Regions from separate parts of the Ovis aries genome. Here region 2 is linked to region 1. The links are chromatin contacts, called in public Hi-C maps. All regions are on one chromosome and are shown on one strand. The core of a region is the stretch at or near the end of the contact, and the rest is flanking DNA. Distances in the headings are between cores, read along the strand shown. Region 1 has its middle 40 kb from the start of SETD7. Region 2 overlaps SETD7 (SET domain containing 7, histone lysine methyltransferase).

The links. A called contact is a pair of places that touch in the nucleus more often than the background predicts.
Region 2: a contact with region 1 is called in a Hi-C map of muscle, with 2.7 times the contacts expected there. The contact joins two enhancer-like sites. A contact is called at or near these places in 3 of 16 Hi-C or Micro-C datasets (hypothalamus, liver and muscle).

Annotation. Positions count from the first base shown.
Region 1 is chr17:18,181,529-18,188,101 of ARS-UI_Ramb_v3.0, forward strand. No RefSeq gene overlaps it. Among named protein-coding and RNA genes, the nearest start is that of SETD7, 40 kb to the right of the region's middle. Within about 2 kb of position 3,168, at least 7 of the 54 cell types and tissues checked have an H3K27ac peak or open chromatin away from gene starts, as enhancers often do. A contact at or near this core is called in muscle, where this site is marked.
Region 2 is chr17:18,268,989-18,275,561 of ARS-UI_Ramb_v3.0, forward strand. It overlaps SETD7 (SET domain containing 7, histone lysine methyltransferase), which reads left to right. Exons shown (of 8, transcript XM_027956265.2): 8 at 944-6,573. The coding sequence ends at 1,124. Among named protein-coding and RNA genes, the nearest start is that of SETD7, 47 kb to the left of the region's middle. Within about 2 kb of position 2,578, at least 3 of the 54 cell types and tissues checked have an H3K27ac peak or open chromatin away from gene starts, as enhancers often do. A contact at or near this core is called in muscle, where this site is marked.

The DNA of each region.
Region 1 (6,573 bases), core at 1,918-4,417:
CCTCTCTACCTGGCCTGCAGATGGCTGAATTCTCATTCTCATCAAATGGTCTTTCCTTGGAGAGAGGGTTTCAATGTCCCCTTCTCTTCTTTTTGTTTGTTGTTGTTGTTAATTTTTTGGCCATGCTGCACAGCGTAAAGAATCTTCGTTCCCAACCAAGGATCAAACCCGAGCCCCCTGCAGTAGAAGTTCAGGGTCTTAACCACTGGTCCACTAGAAAAGTCTCACCTTCTTTTAAGGCAGCCAGTCCTATTGAAGCGGGTTCACCTTTATGACCTCATTTAACCTTATTCCCAAATATGTTCTGTCTCCAAATATAGTCATGTTGGGAATAGGGCTTCAGAAAATGGATTTGAGGGGCACACATAGTTCGATCCACTAAATGCAATCACATGTGTGGGTGCTAAGTCACTTCAGTCGTGTCCAACTCTTTGCGACCCTATGGACTGTAGCCCGCCAGGCTCCTCTGTCCATGGGGATTCTCCAGGCAAGAACACCAGAATGGGTTGCCATGTCCTCCTCCAGGGGATCGTCCCAACCCAGGGATGGAACCTGCGTCTTTTACGTCTCCTGCATTGGCAGTTGGGTTCTTTACCACGAGCACCACCTGGGAAGCCCAAATGCAATTACATGTTTCCTTATAGTGTAGACACACAGAGGAGACAGGAATGTAACCCTAGAGACAGAGATTGGGGAAATTCAGCCGCAAACCTGGGATGCCTGGAGCCCCTAGGACAGGGATGGACAGACACTGGGAGCTCTGGGAGGGAGTATGGCCCTCCCAGCACTGAGTTTCTGCTTCTGGCTTCCCGAACTGCAGGAGAATGACTTTGTGTTGTTCTCAGCCACTCCACGTGTGATCATTTGTTACAGAAGCCCCAGGAAATGACCACACTTCCGTGACCTCGAAGAGAGGTGAGGAGGCCATCTCGCTGCCCCCATGGCCCCTCTCTGCCCTCTTCATCACCCACACCACACTGAACTGTAAGAGTGGGGTTAGAGGCAGTCTTCCCTTCTAGCCCTTGAGACCCTATGGACTGTAGCCCACCAGGTTTAAGAAGGCAGAAACGGCCTTTCTTGTCCACAACTGCTCCCCAGGGCGTGGTACATAGTACGGACTCTATATATGAGATGGATGTAAATATATATGAGCTGATATTGAGAACTTCTTGGCTGGGAGAGTTTATGAATACTAGACTGCGCTATGACAACAAGCTAGGGAAGTGGTTCCTTATCGGAGACATTGGCAGTCCTTTGAAATAACTAGGAAAGGTCTTGTCCAGTATGACATTTCAGGGGGTTTCTAGTCCAACCGTCGTGTCCTTGTGGGTTGCAGTTTTCCTGGCAGCTTGAGCTTTGGTGCCCTCTGGTGACAGAAGTAAATTGTCTCTTGTTAGTCTGTCAAGACTGACACACATCTAGTTCCTGCCGTTGGGTGGGATTTTCTCATGAAGAAATTGAATTTTCTCCTTACTGGTAAAAGAAATCAACTGGAAAGGTGTATTTAACCAAGAAATTGACAAAAGTTACATAAACCACATAACTTTCAAAGCCTTTGCCGAGGTCACTTTGAGTGTTCAGTTTTGAATATTAAGATTTCCTCATGAAACATGAAATTTTCAGATTGCGTTTACTACAACACTTTCTCTTGAAATAGCCATGGTTTTTAATGGTGGAGTTCAATTATCGTTTGGAAACTAACGCTCTATTGTATGTGGCTGCTTATGATGACTATGACCTACAGTGCTTTCCAAGGCCCTTAAACCTTTATTGAGTTTGAAAATCAAGTTGCTATTTTTTTTTTTTTTTTAACAAACCACACACATAAAACAATCGTGTGTGTGCTGCTTGTAAATGAGAAGTTATGGGTCTGGCTGCCTCTCTGTAAACAGACTTACTTTTTATCCCCTGGTCTTGTAAAACTGCTGACAGCTACACAGTCTTTCAATTTGAATTCTGTGTGAGTTGCAATGCCAGACAGTTCCACATGGCAAATGCAAGTATGACTGTGCTTAGCTTCATGTCAAGAATGTGTTTTCCAAAGTGTCATTTGAAGATGATTTAGGCGGATGGAGTAAATACATTTTTTTTCTCACCAATTACACCATTATTTTAGGGATAACTTACCATTATTTCCAATGATTTTCAAAGGATCTTGCTGACCTGCTAGCGTATGAGTTTGAAGTGTTCCTGACCTCAAGCATTTAGTCAAATAAACAAGCACTTACTTGCAGAGGGAGCTGCTATTTATAGGCACTCAACACTGGTTTCCTTTCTAAATTAAGAGTCCTTCGGTAATGTAAACAACCACACTCTGACTTTGTTTTGAATATTCCTAGTTCTACTTTCCCATATTTTCAAAGCATGGTATATCTGTATAAACCCATGAGACGCTGCTGTCCCCAAGTACTTCTTACGAAGAGCCAGAAAGAAGCAATATGATGCAAATGCTTTCTGGAAGATGCAACTGTTTGGAAGATGATTCTTCAGTTGGTGAGATTTTATAGCTTGCTTTTTCTAGAGAAAAATGGGTTAAATATATTTTTTAAATATGTTAAAAAATACATAAATATATCCATAGGGATCTCACCTTCGAGCAGATGGAGAAAAACAACAATTAAAATAAACAAGTAAGATACACAGTATTTATACCATAATATGAGTATGGAGGGTCTTCCCTGGTGGCTCGGTGGTAAAGAATTTGCCTGCAATGCAGGAGACATGGGTTTAATCCCTGGGTCAGGAAGATCCCCTGGAAGAGGGCATGGCAACACACTCCAGCATTATTGCCTGGAGAATCCCATGGACAGAGGAGCCTGGTGGGATCTCAAAGAGTCAGACATGACTGAAGCCACTGAGCACACACGCAGGCTCGAGTATGGAGAGGGCTGATGGAGCATTTATTAGGGCTGTTATTTTAAATGGAATTGTCAGAGAAGATTTCACTGAGGAAATACATAAGACTTGAATAAGACAAGGGATTTAGCCATGGTGATATCTGGGAGAAGAGTGTTGCAGGCAGAAGGGAAGGTCGGTGCAAAGGCCCTGAGGCAGACACATGATTGGTACATACAAGGGAAAGCAAAGGGGCTATAGTGGCTGGAGCAGAGTAAGCAAGGGGGACGCCGTCTAAGATGAGTTAGAGACATCAAAGAAGCCAGCCAGATTACGAAACCCGTGGCAGCCCCTTGTTCGTAAGACTTTGGCTCTTACTCTGAGGAGCTAGAGAAGTAACATGATCTGACTTTGTGTTAAAAGGATTTGGCGTGGGGTTGGGGGGCGGGGGGGGGGGGGTGCAGGGCAGAACCAGGAAGACGGGATTGCGATATTCCATGTAAGAGATGTAAGAGCTCAAACCAGGTGAATAGCAATGGAGCTGGTAAGAAGTGGTCAGATTCTGGGCCTGTTTTGGGGAAAGGGCCAACAGGATTTGCTGGGAGGTTGGCTCAAGAAAAAGAAAGAAGAGAATGGTTGAACATTCCATTAGTTTTCTGTGGCTACTGAAGCACAGAGCCACAAGCTTGGCTGCTTAAAGTGACAGAAAATTATTCTGTCACAACTCTGGAGGCCAGAAGGCTGACATAAAGGAGTTGTCAGGGGTGCCTGTCCCCAGAAGCTCTAAGGGATATTCTTTCTTGCCTTTTCCAGTTTCTGGGGGATCTGGGCATTCCTCAGGCTGAGGCCACATGACTCCAATCTCTGCCTCCCTCCTCACACGGCCTTCTCCTCTGTGTGTCATCTCTTATCTCTCGTAAGGACACTTTTCCTTGGATTTAGGACCTGCCCAGATCATTCAGCATGACCTCACCTAGAGAGGCTTAATTATAACTGCCAACAACTTTCCCCCAATTAAGCTCACATTCACATAACGGGGGTTAGGACATGGCCATGTCTTTGGGGGAGACACCATTTCAATTCACTGCAGTGACTCCAAGTTCTTTTAACACAAGCACCTGTGAGGATGTAATCGTCATTCATTGAGATGGTGAAGATGCGGGTTGAAAATCGGGAGAGGAGTCTAGGACCTCAGTGTTGGACACGTTGGGTTTGAGAGGCTTATTTGACATTTAGTAGAGATGTCGAGCTGGCATCTGGGTAAACAAGACTGGCGCTCAGGGGACAGTGCAGGGCTTGAGAGATAAGTTCGGAGGTACCAGGATACGGCAGCATGGCAAGGTACAGGACCAGTGATATAACCAGGAGAGGGAAGGAGACAAGAGGGAAGCTGTGCCAGCCTTCACTGGACCCAGCTTAAGAGCCGAGAGGAGCAGCCAGGCGGGGAGGAGGAGAAACAGGAGAGCGTCAAGGCCTGGAAGCTGAATGGAAGAATTGCCTGAAGGCGGAAGGAGTGACCAACTCCACCTCCTGGCTGTGTCACATTGCAAATTCTCAGGCCTAGGGTTTCAGGTAAAAGCTGACGTTTCCTCTGCTGTTTCCTGTAACAAGATGGCGCAATCTTCATGTAACTCTTCTTTTATCATGTTGAAAAGCCAGGGCCATCTTATTGAAACCATGAATACCCTGAAGTGACTTACAGTGAAGTATGTTTTTAAGGTAATGAGTTATTATTTCGATCAGCAAAGCCTTCTCAGTGGGTCAGTGTCCAGTGCATTTGACTCAGAAGGGAAAGAAAGGCATCTATCTTAACCCCGCACAAGGTGGGAGGGACCATCAGGAGGGGTAGCTGCCTAGGATCACACCATTTCTCTCACTTTCCCTGAAGTAAAGGCCTTGTTATCCTTAGTAGAACTGTGAGGGAAATCACCGAGAGAAACTGTTTTAAAAGGTTCTAAACTATGTCTAGAAAATTGTGTCATCACCTGAGGCACCAAGACAGCAGTCAGGCAAGTGAAAAAAGTCCGCCATCTTGACTGAAATCTGCTACATGAGCCAAACATCTGGTCAAATCAATCAGTGCAGTTAAGCAAGTCATTTGTCATTCGCAGGGAAAAGCAGCGCGAGGTGATGGATGGGATTTTCCACCAAATGGGCGTCCCAAAGACGCAACTTCGATCTTGAGCCATTTTCGGGGTTTTCATGAATATGGTAATAAATGGTTAAATTAGAGAATCGAGGGCTAACTCCTAAAAAATACATCTTGTGGAAGTTGCTTCGGTGTCTCTGTAGCCAAAATATCTGAGGCCTCACTGGCCTGTGACCACAAATGGGATTTCATCAATATTCATGTTCAGATCTCCATGACTCACAGCTTCCACCAGCTTGACATCCAAATTCCCCTCTCTTGAGTATACTTGGGAATCCCCAGGGTGTGTATTTATAGTGTCCCTATAGTTGCAAGCTTGGCTGAGAGGGGACCTCCACCCTGACCCCAGAAGAGCCCCTCCAAGCTGGAGGTTGCCTCCCTGGGTGCCCGCGGGGCTGGTACGGCTCTGAAACTCTGCAGGCAACAAGACTCCTCTCTCTCATGAAATCAGAACATCCCCAGCTACACTCAGTTAAAGGGTTGACAGCACACAGGTCCTTGAACCTCAGAATGTCACAAGACTTAGTCACAAGCCCTTTCAGGCACGAAGCCCTCTTCTCTCCGCAGGGGATGAAGTCATGCTGCCTGGGTGGGAGGCAGTTCAGGAAAGAGTCCTCCTTCAGCCCTTGACAGTAAGTCGTCCTCAAGGTTGGTAGGAACCTGTGTTCCCAGGAGGCTCCTCAGCCCTGGGGAGTCCGTGGTTGTGAACAGACTGATGGGAGAAAAGACCATCATCACCAGGATCATCTGAGTCTCCGCTCTGTGCCAAGACACTTCTTTAGAAAGATTTTTTTAAGGATTGGAAATGTTCTGTCCTCTAAAGCACAGTAGACTGTTCCCAATTCCAGCAAAAGACAGAAATTATCAGGAACAGTTAGAGCCCTCCTCTGGAAGAGGAATCCAGCCCATGGCTCCTCTGCAGACCTCCATATCCTTGTACCTGACAGAAAAGTCTCAGCTTGCTCAGGGTGGCGCTGGAGATACCAGGGAAACTGACCCATCCTGGAGCCTCCCAAAACCAAGGAAAGAGAGGGACACCCTACAAGGGGACCAGAAGTACTTCTTTCTCTACCCTAGTTCACCAGAGTCACACTGTCAGTTTATCTTACAGAGAGAAAAGATTTCAGCGATCTGGAACTTTTGAGCAAAGGATCAGATTTATAAAAGTAAAGTTGGTAAGAAGAAATCAAATTACTTTGAGTGTTTACATGTGCTGGGCATTGTGCTAAGCACTGTACACATAAATTTGTATATTGTAAAGTATTGTATATGTATACATGCATTTAATCTTATTTAATCCACACATCAAGTTTATGATGTAGATTTTGTATCCCAGTTTTACAGAAAAGTAAACTGAGGCTCAGAAAGTTTCCATTTACAAGGCCATGCAGCAAATGAATGTTGAATCCAGGGGCCCAACCCAGCATAACTCTTAAGCCTGAAATTTGAATTACAACATTGCATTAATTGGGGCTTCTCTGATGGTTCAAGTGGTAGAGAACCCACCTGCCAATGCAGCAGACATAAGATACCTGGGTTTGATCCTTGGGTCAGGCAGATCCTTTGGAGGAAGACACGGTGACCCACAC
Region 2 (6,573 bases), core at 1,328-3,827, 87 kb after region 1:
TGAAAGAAGCAGGATGGCAGGACTTCCCTCTTGGAAAGAAATCTTCATTTACTTTCAAAACTACAAAATAACGCTTCCTCAAGAGGTACAGGATGGAATACAGCATTTTTTGCTTTTGAAAATCCACAGGGCTCTCTCTTAAAACTCCAGAAGTGCCCTTGTCCTGAGACACAGCCAAGTAATCTGATGCCACAGGCCGGATGAGCTGAAATGCTGACAGACTACACTGAATCTGATTTCTCATTAAAGACAGATTTTGGGGGTAGATCTGGCTGTTGATTTATAAATACAGAGTGCCAAATATGCTCAAAAAGGAAGATAGGGCCATACTTTTTATTTACTTACTTCCTTATTTTGGCCATCCCAAATGGCAGGTGGGATCTTAGTTGGAACCGGGGATCCAACCCAGCCTCTTGCATTGGAAGCAGAGAGTCGTAACAGCTGGACGCCAGGGAAGTCCCAGGGCCGTGCTTTTTAAGCCTCAATGCAGCGGTAAAGAATCTGCCCGCAGTGCAGGAGGCAGGAGATGAGGGTTCAATCCCTGGATCAGGAACATCCCCTGGGGGAAGAAATGTCAACCCACTCCAGCATTCTTGCCTGGAGAATCCCAAGGACAGAGGAGACTGGCGGGCTACGGTTCATGCGGCCACAGAGTCAGACATGCCTGAGCGACTGAGCATGCGCACATTAGAGTCGGCTTGGGGAGGGGGAGGTGGTGTGCAAATGCAGACTCCGCTGCCGGGTCTGGGTCGGGTAGCCTGTGTCACCGTGAGCACCAGGCTCCCAGGGAACGCTGATGCTGGCTCCTCTGTGACCCTCACCCCGAGGACCTGCCCCTGGTGTCCAGGCCACCGCATGTGGGTGATTCCGTCTCAGCCCTTCTAGGCTTTGCGTCTGACCTTCTGGTCCACCCGGGAATGACTGTCTGCATCTTGATGTCTAGGTTTGTCCACCCCCGGTTCGGGCCCATCAAATGCATCCGCACCCTCCGAGCTGTGGAGGCGGACGAGGAACTCACCGTTGCCTACGGCTACGACCACAGCCCCCCAGGGAAGAGCGGGCCGGAAGCCCCCGAGTGGTACCAGGTGGAGCTGAAGGCCTTCCAGGCCACCCAGCAGAAGTGAAAGGCCTGGCTCCGGGCTTCAGGGGACCTGGAATAGAAACTTGGATCTATGCACTACGTTTATCCGACAACGGGACAACCAGGGACTGCTCATGCTGTGACATCACACCCTCTCACTCTGCGTTCGCTACGACTTTCTCGAATACTAACTAGGTCTGACTGTATTACTCATACCAGATTTAAAATTAGCTAGCCTCGCAACAACACCCTCCTGAGAGGTACTGTCGAGCACTTGACAGAAGACAGCATGATGTTCTTGGGTGGTTCAAGTCTAAATCTGTACCACTTCAGAGATGCCAAATGATTAGACTGAAAAAAGGGAAAATAAGGGGGTTTTTCAGTCATTTTTAGTCAGTGGTTTTTCCATGAGGTTTATTTCTATGGCCAATGCAAATTGTGCTGCCACACTTGCATATGCGCCATACGAAGGGGAGAATTACTACATTTTTATTCTCTAAATGTAGTATAATTTGCCTTTTAACCTTTGATCTGTCTCTTGCAATAGAATGGCTTTGTTTTTTCCCCCCTAGCGAACAGAACCCCACTTTTTGGGTCAGTTCACCCCTTAGTCCTCTTCTCTCTCTTAGGTATCTTTCACAAGAGAAAACTTCCAAACAGATTCCGTGTCAGCGCCAGCGTGTAGGTCTCTCTGGCTCTTTCTATCAATCTGTCATTGATTCATTATTATGTCCTAATATAAAGACCTGGCTCCTAGGGCCAGGCTATTATTATAGAATTATTATTCTCGCATGTAAACAAAGATATCTTTGCTTTAAGATGTGAGAAGAAATGAATTTACTTTGTTTGCATTAAGTTATGGAAGAGTTGTAATATATACTTTAAGGAAGAAGAGAGGGAAATTAGTATTTCTAAGCAGTAACTGTGGCGATTCTGCAGTATCTTCAATAGTGCTAGTCATTTTTTTTCTCCTTAGATACACATTAAATGTACATAACATAGAGCAGTCTGGCTTGTGGCGCAGTGCATTGAATTCAAAAGTCAAATAGCCAACTTGAATTCTAATCCAGAATTTGAAAGTCCTTTGTTTCGTTTCTTTTTAAATCGCTACTGTTAAGAGAGACGTACTGATCACTAGGTACAAATCAAACCTTAACCGCTAAAACTCTTCATCATTGTAATTTCAAAGCATTTACCTGCTTCTAAGCCTTGTGAATTAAGATTAACACCTGTATAGTTTAAAAGCAACAGTATCGATAGCATTTCAGTCATTTTGCTAGCCATGTGTAATCACAACTGCAGAAATAAAGAGAAAACCCCCTATTTTTTAGTTTAGCTAATTAGGTGTGTAATTTAACTGGGATTGCTCTGAATGGAGTCTGAGAGTTTGGGGGTTATGGCAAGCGCCCTCGCCACATGCCACAGCTATGCCTTCCCTAGATGCCTCGCTGTGGAGCTGGGCATCTAGAGATTAACATTTGTTCCAAGTCGCAGCTGTCAGCGGCGGGGCACCTGTCACCAAGTCAGTCTGGTCTTGAAAGCTGAAGCCTTCCACGCTGTAGCTCCTGTAACTAGGGAAGGCTCAGGAAGCAGAAGAGAAACAGGCAGGAGGAAGTTTTCTGTTTTGTGTCAGTTACACGTGCTCTGGGAAGAACTTCACAAAAGTGCTTGACCCAGCGCTGCTCACAGCCTTCAGTTCTGGCAGTTTGCTCCAGGCACAGGATTCAGCCTTTCCCTCGAGCAGGCTTTCCCAGAGCCCCTGTGTCCCCCCTGGCAGACCGGCTAAGTGGCCTTGGTTTCAGGGAGATATGCTGCTGGTTCGCTTGTGAGAAGTTCTGAGGGCTGCCAGAAAGATCTTCCAGGAAGGGAGCTGAGAAGTTTTCAGATTAAAAGGCACCAGGATAGGATCGCTTCTATTCTGTAGAAAGAGACTGTTCAGTGAACTGTGACAGACGGACGGAGTCTTGGGACTTGTATTCCGACAGGTGCTTTCATTCAGACGTGTCCCAAAGTGAGTGACTGTCTCCAGAGAAAGATGGCTTGAACTAACCCTGGTCAGTGGCGTTGGGAGTGAGGTCAGGGGGAAGCCTGGCACAGGACCGACCCCACAGCAAGGACTTCAGGCTGCCCTGGGGTGTCATTTCTATATCAATGGGCTACCCCCTTCAAATGGAATTTCCCTTTTTTTTGATAAAAGCTATTGAAGTGAATTAAATAGTAGTGATTAACCAGCACAAATCCATTTTTCAGATGAGATCGTGAATGACAACATTTTGAGTTCAGAGCCCGGCAGTGTGTCTGTGACATTCAGACACATCAGAGGAGGCAGTGCCCCATCCCGAGCCTCTCTGCATCTCCGGGCTCTTCTTTCTCCTGCCCTCCGCTTTCTTCTCTCTCTGTCATCTGTGAGAATGCCCTAGTGTGCCTACATAACAACCTACCAGCTGATTCCCCCCTCCCACCAGCTGATCCCCCCCCCACCAGCTGATCCCCCCCACCACCAGCTGATCCCTCCCTCCTGCTCCCTCTGTGTGCGCCCGTGGGGACCTGTCTGTCTGTCTTTCCCTCTGGGAGTACCTCTCTCCATCACTCTGCATCCATGTCTGAATCTACCGCTCCTCCTGTCCCCTGCCCTCCCCCGACACACTCCTAAATGTAAGACTTCGTCACAGGGTGGGGTCAGAGGGCGCCTTAAGACTCACTGTGTTCTGTAGGTAGACAAAACTGCCAAGGGGGTCGGGGTCCCCTAGGGAATGAACTGCTGAGGGAATAAGGGTGTTTTTTCCCTGTTTGAGCCAAAGCTGAGGGATGTATTTTTCTACTGAGTCTTGATATCCGCTGTGGAAGGAGCTGTGTCAAGCAGGTAGTTTCACGAGCAACAGCACAGAAATGTGGAAGAATCCATGTAGTGGGGATAGAGGACTAAATTTCTGGCTCCCCAAAAAGGGCCAGCGCTGAGATGGGTGTGTGATGCCATGGTCCCAGGAGACTCACTCAGAGCCATCTCTGTCCAACGCCTGCATGACTAGATTTTTCCTTAGCCGCTTTTCTATGACAAAATATTATCTTGTGTTAGAGTTAGGAATAGGAACTAATCTGTAGGAGTATGTCCCCAAATGGGCATTTGAATGGACTCAGAAAAAAAACAAAAGTAAGGACGGAATTTCTGAAAAAGGAATGATGAGATTAAAAAGCAACTGGCGTGGAAGACTTGAGTTTTGCAGTACCTATTCTTATTTTAACCTGCTTCATCCCTGGTCTCCCTGAGAAACTGAGAAGAAAATTTGTTGTTGAAGACCCCTTTGAACCTGTCTGAGGCTGTCTTTAAACTTATCTGCCCTCTGGGGGTTCTTCACACTTGAAAAACAATTTCCTCATCACCAACAACCTGAAAAAGGCCAGCGTGAAGGCCAAGTGTAACCATTGACGATATTTAGTTGTAACCATAAAATTGCAGTAACTGTGAACAGTGAGTTCAAGGGTTGTCTTCTCCGTGAGTCATATGTGGCACTTTAGTAACTTTCCTTTAATCTATGAAATTTTAAATCACTCAATGCAAACTGCATTTAAGATCTTCCAGGAAGGTATCGTTTTTCTGTTGTGCTTTGTTTTAAAACAGTTGCCTCAAGTTTCTGTCTTAAGAGTAGTGATTTAGAATCCAGACATCTTCTGTTTTAGAAAAACAAGCAAAACTGTGTTGCAAGACTGATAGTGGTAATGTTTATTTGCCGCAGATCAAAGGTTCACAAAATATATGAAATTTTTACATCTACTTGAGGTACCTTGATAGTTTTTTTTTTTTTTTTTTTCTGTTCTTTCAGGAATTTGGAACTTCGGTGTCTGTTTTAATTTAAAAAATACTAAATTGTTAAGGTTTTATTTTGCCAAATGTGTGCAGACATATTCAAAGCAATGAAAACGATTTCAAGCCATACAACCACAGGGATGGAAACCCTTTTCACAAATTTTAATGTGTTTGTATGTAAATAGATGTTTGTATGAACTATTTTCATGGTAGAATGAATATATTTAAATGAAGTTGAATTATTCCAGTGCTATTTAAACAAATTGCAAAAATTTTTGGTGAGAATTCTCTGAGTCTATTGAGATATAATGCAGATCAATTTTGATTTTTAAAGAATCAAAAGCCTACAAATAACTCTGACGCGTGGCAACTTCCCCGCGTTGTTGCCCCCGACGTGGAGAGAGCTCGTAGGCTTCCCCAGTGCCTCAGCCGCTTCCTGGTGGAAGTTAGGTGCTCGTGGAGTTGCGTCCACCCTTTAGTGACATCACTCCAGGCCTTCAGGGGCCGGGGAGTGACTCAGAGGCATTAGAGACACCGGTGCAGTTATCTGGAGCACAATTTCTTTGCAGGGCAGCAGAATCAGAAGCCAGACGTGGCCGGGGGAACCTTGGAACAGGTTTTCTGGCCACCGTCCACCGCCACCCTTACTGCCTAGTCACACACGTCAGGGAGGCTGCCCTCAGTGGAGTTGGGGTTCAGATCCCCCGGGTGGGGCTTCTTCGGTTTTGCCAGCAGTCCCTGCCTCCGGGCCTTCACCTCGAGAGAGGATGGAGGAGGGTCCTGCTGGCAAGGCAGGGCCCATTTCTCAGCACAGTCCACTTCCTGTCTCGGCTCTGGGCGACTATGCACCCAAGCACCGAACTTTCCACCAGAGAGAGACATCCTTGGATAACGCAGATCATTGCTTCCTCTGTCTGTGACTTGACACACCATCGTTAGAAGTCGTTTTAACATCAAGACCAGTCACCTCCCTAGGACATACCTCCCAACTGCCCTGACTCTTAACTAGAACACTCCTTTATAATGATAGTCAGCTTGAGTGGGTTTTGTTTTTTTCCACTTTGGTCCTGGATGAAATGATAAATATGATGACAGATTTTCACTGTGTATACTAGCAATATGTACACACGTACTGATGTATCTTAATATACAACTTGGTTACATTTTGGATGACTGTCATTCATCTCGATTCATGCATTGGGAAGCTACAGGGACTACGACGTGTCTACTTATCATAGAAGAGAGTTGGGTTCATGGTTCCAAGCTCCCTACTTCAAGAGTTTTTTCTCCTGCGTTTTCTGTGTTCTCTTTTTATCCTGAAACAAATCAATTAGGTTGTGAGGTATGTTTAAGGATTGGAAGCCAAGGGAATGCTTTCAGCATTTATTGCAACCAAAAGTTAACCTCATCACAGTTAATGAGCATCTTTGATTGGTCTTTTGTGGAATTTGAACTAAATCAATGAGCCTTATTCAATATCTATAATTCTATGGTTTTTTTAAATTATGGGAAATTAATGAAAGATGTTTACATGAATAATGTTTGCCCTTACTGTGTTATGAATGAGTTTTTTGTAGTGTGTCTGGGTGCATGTGCAAGAGAGTAGGAAAAATGTTTCTGAAACAAAACTTGACAAATATTTGTAATGAGAAGTCAATTTAAAGATTGCTATAATTGCGCTATAGAA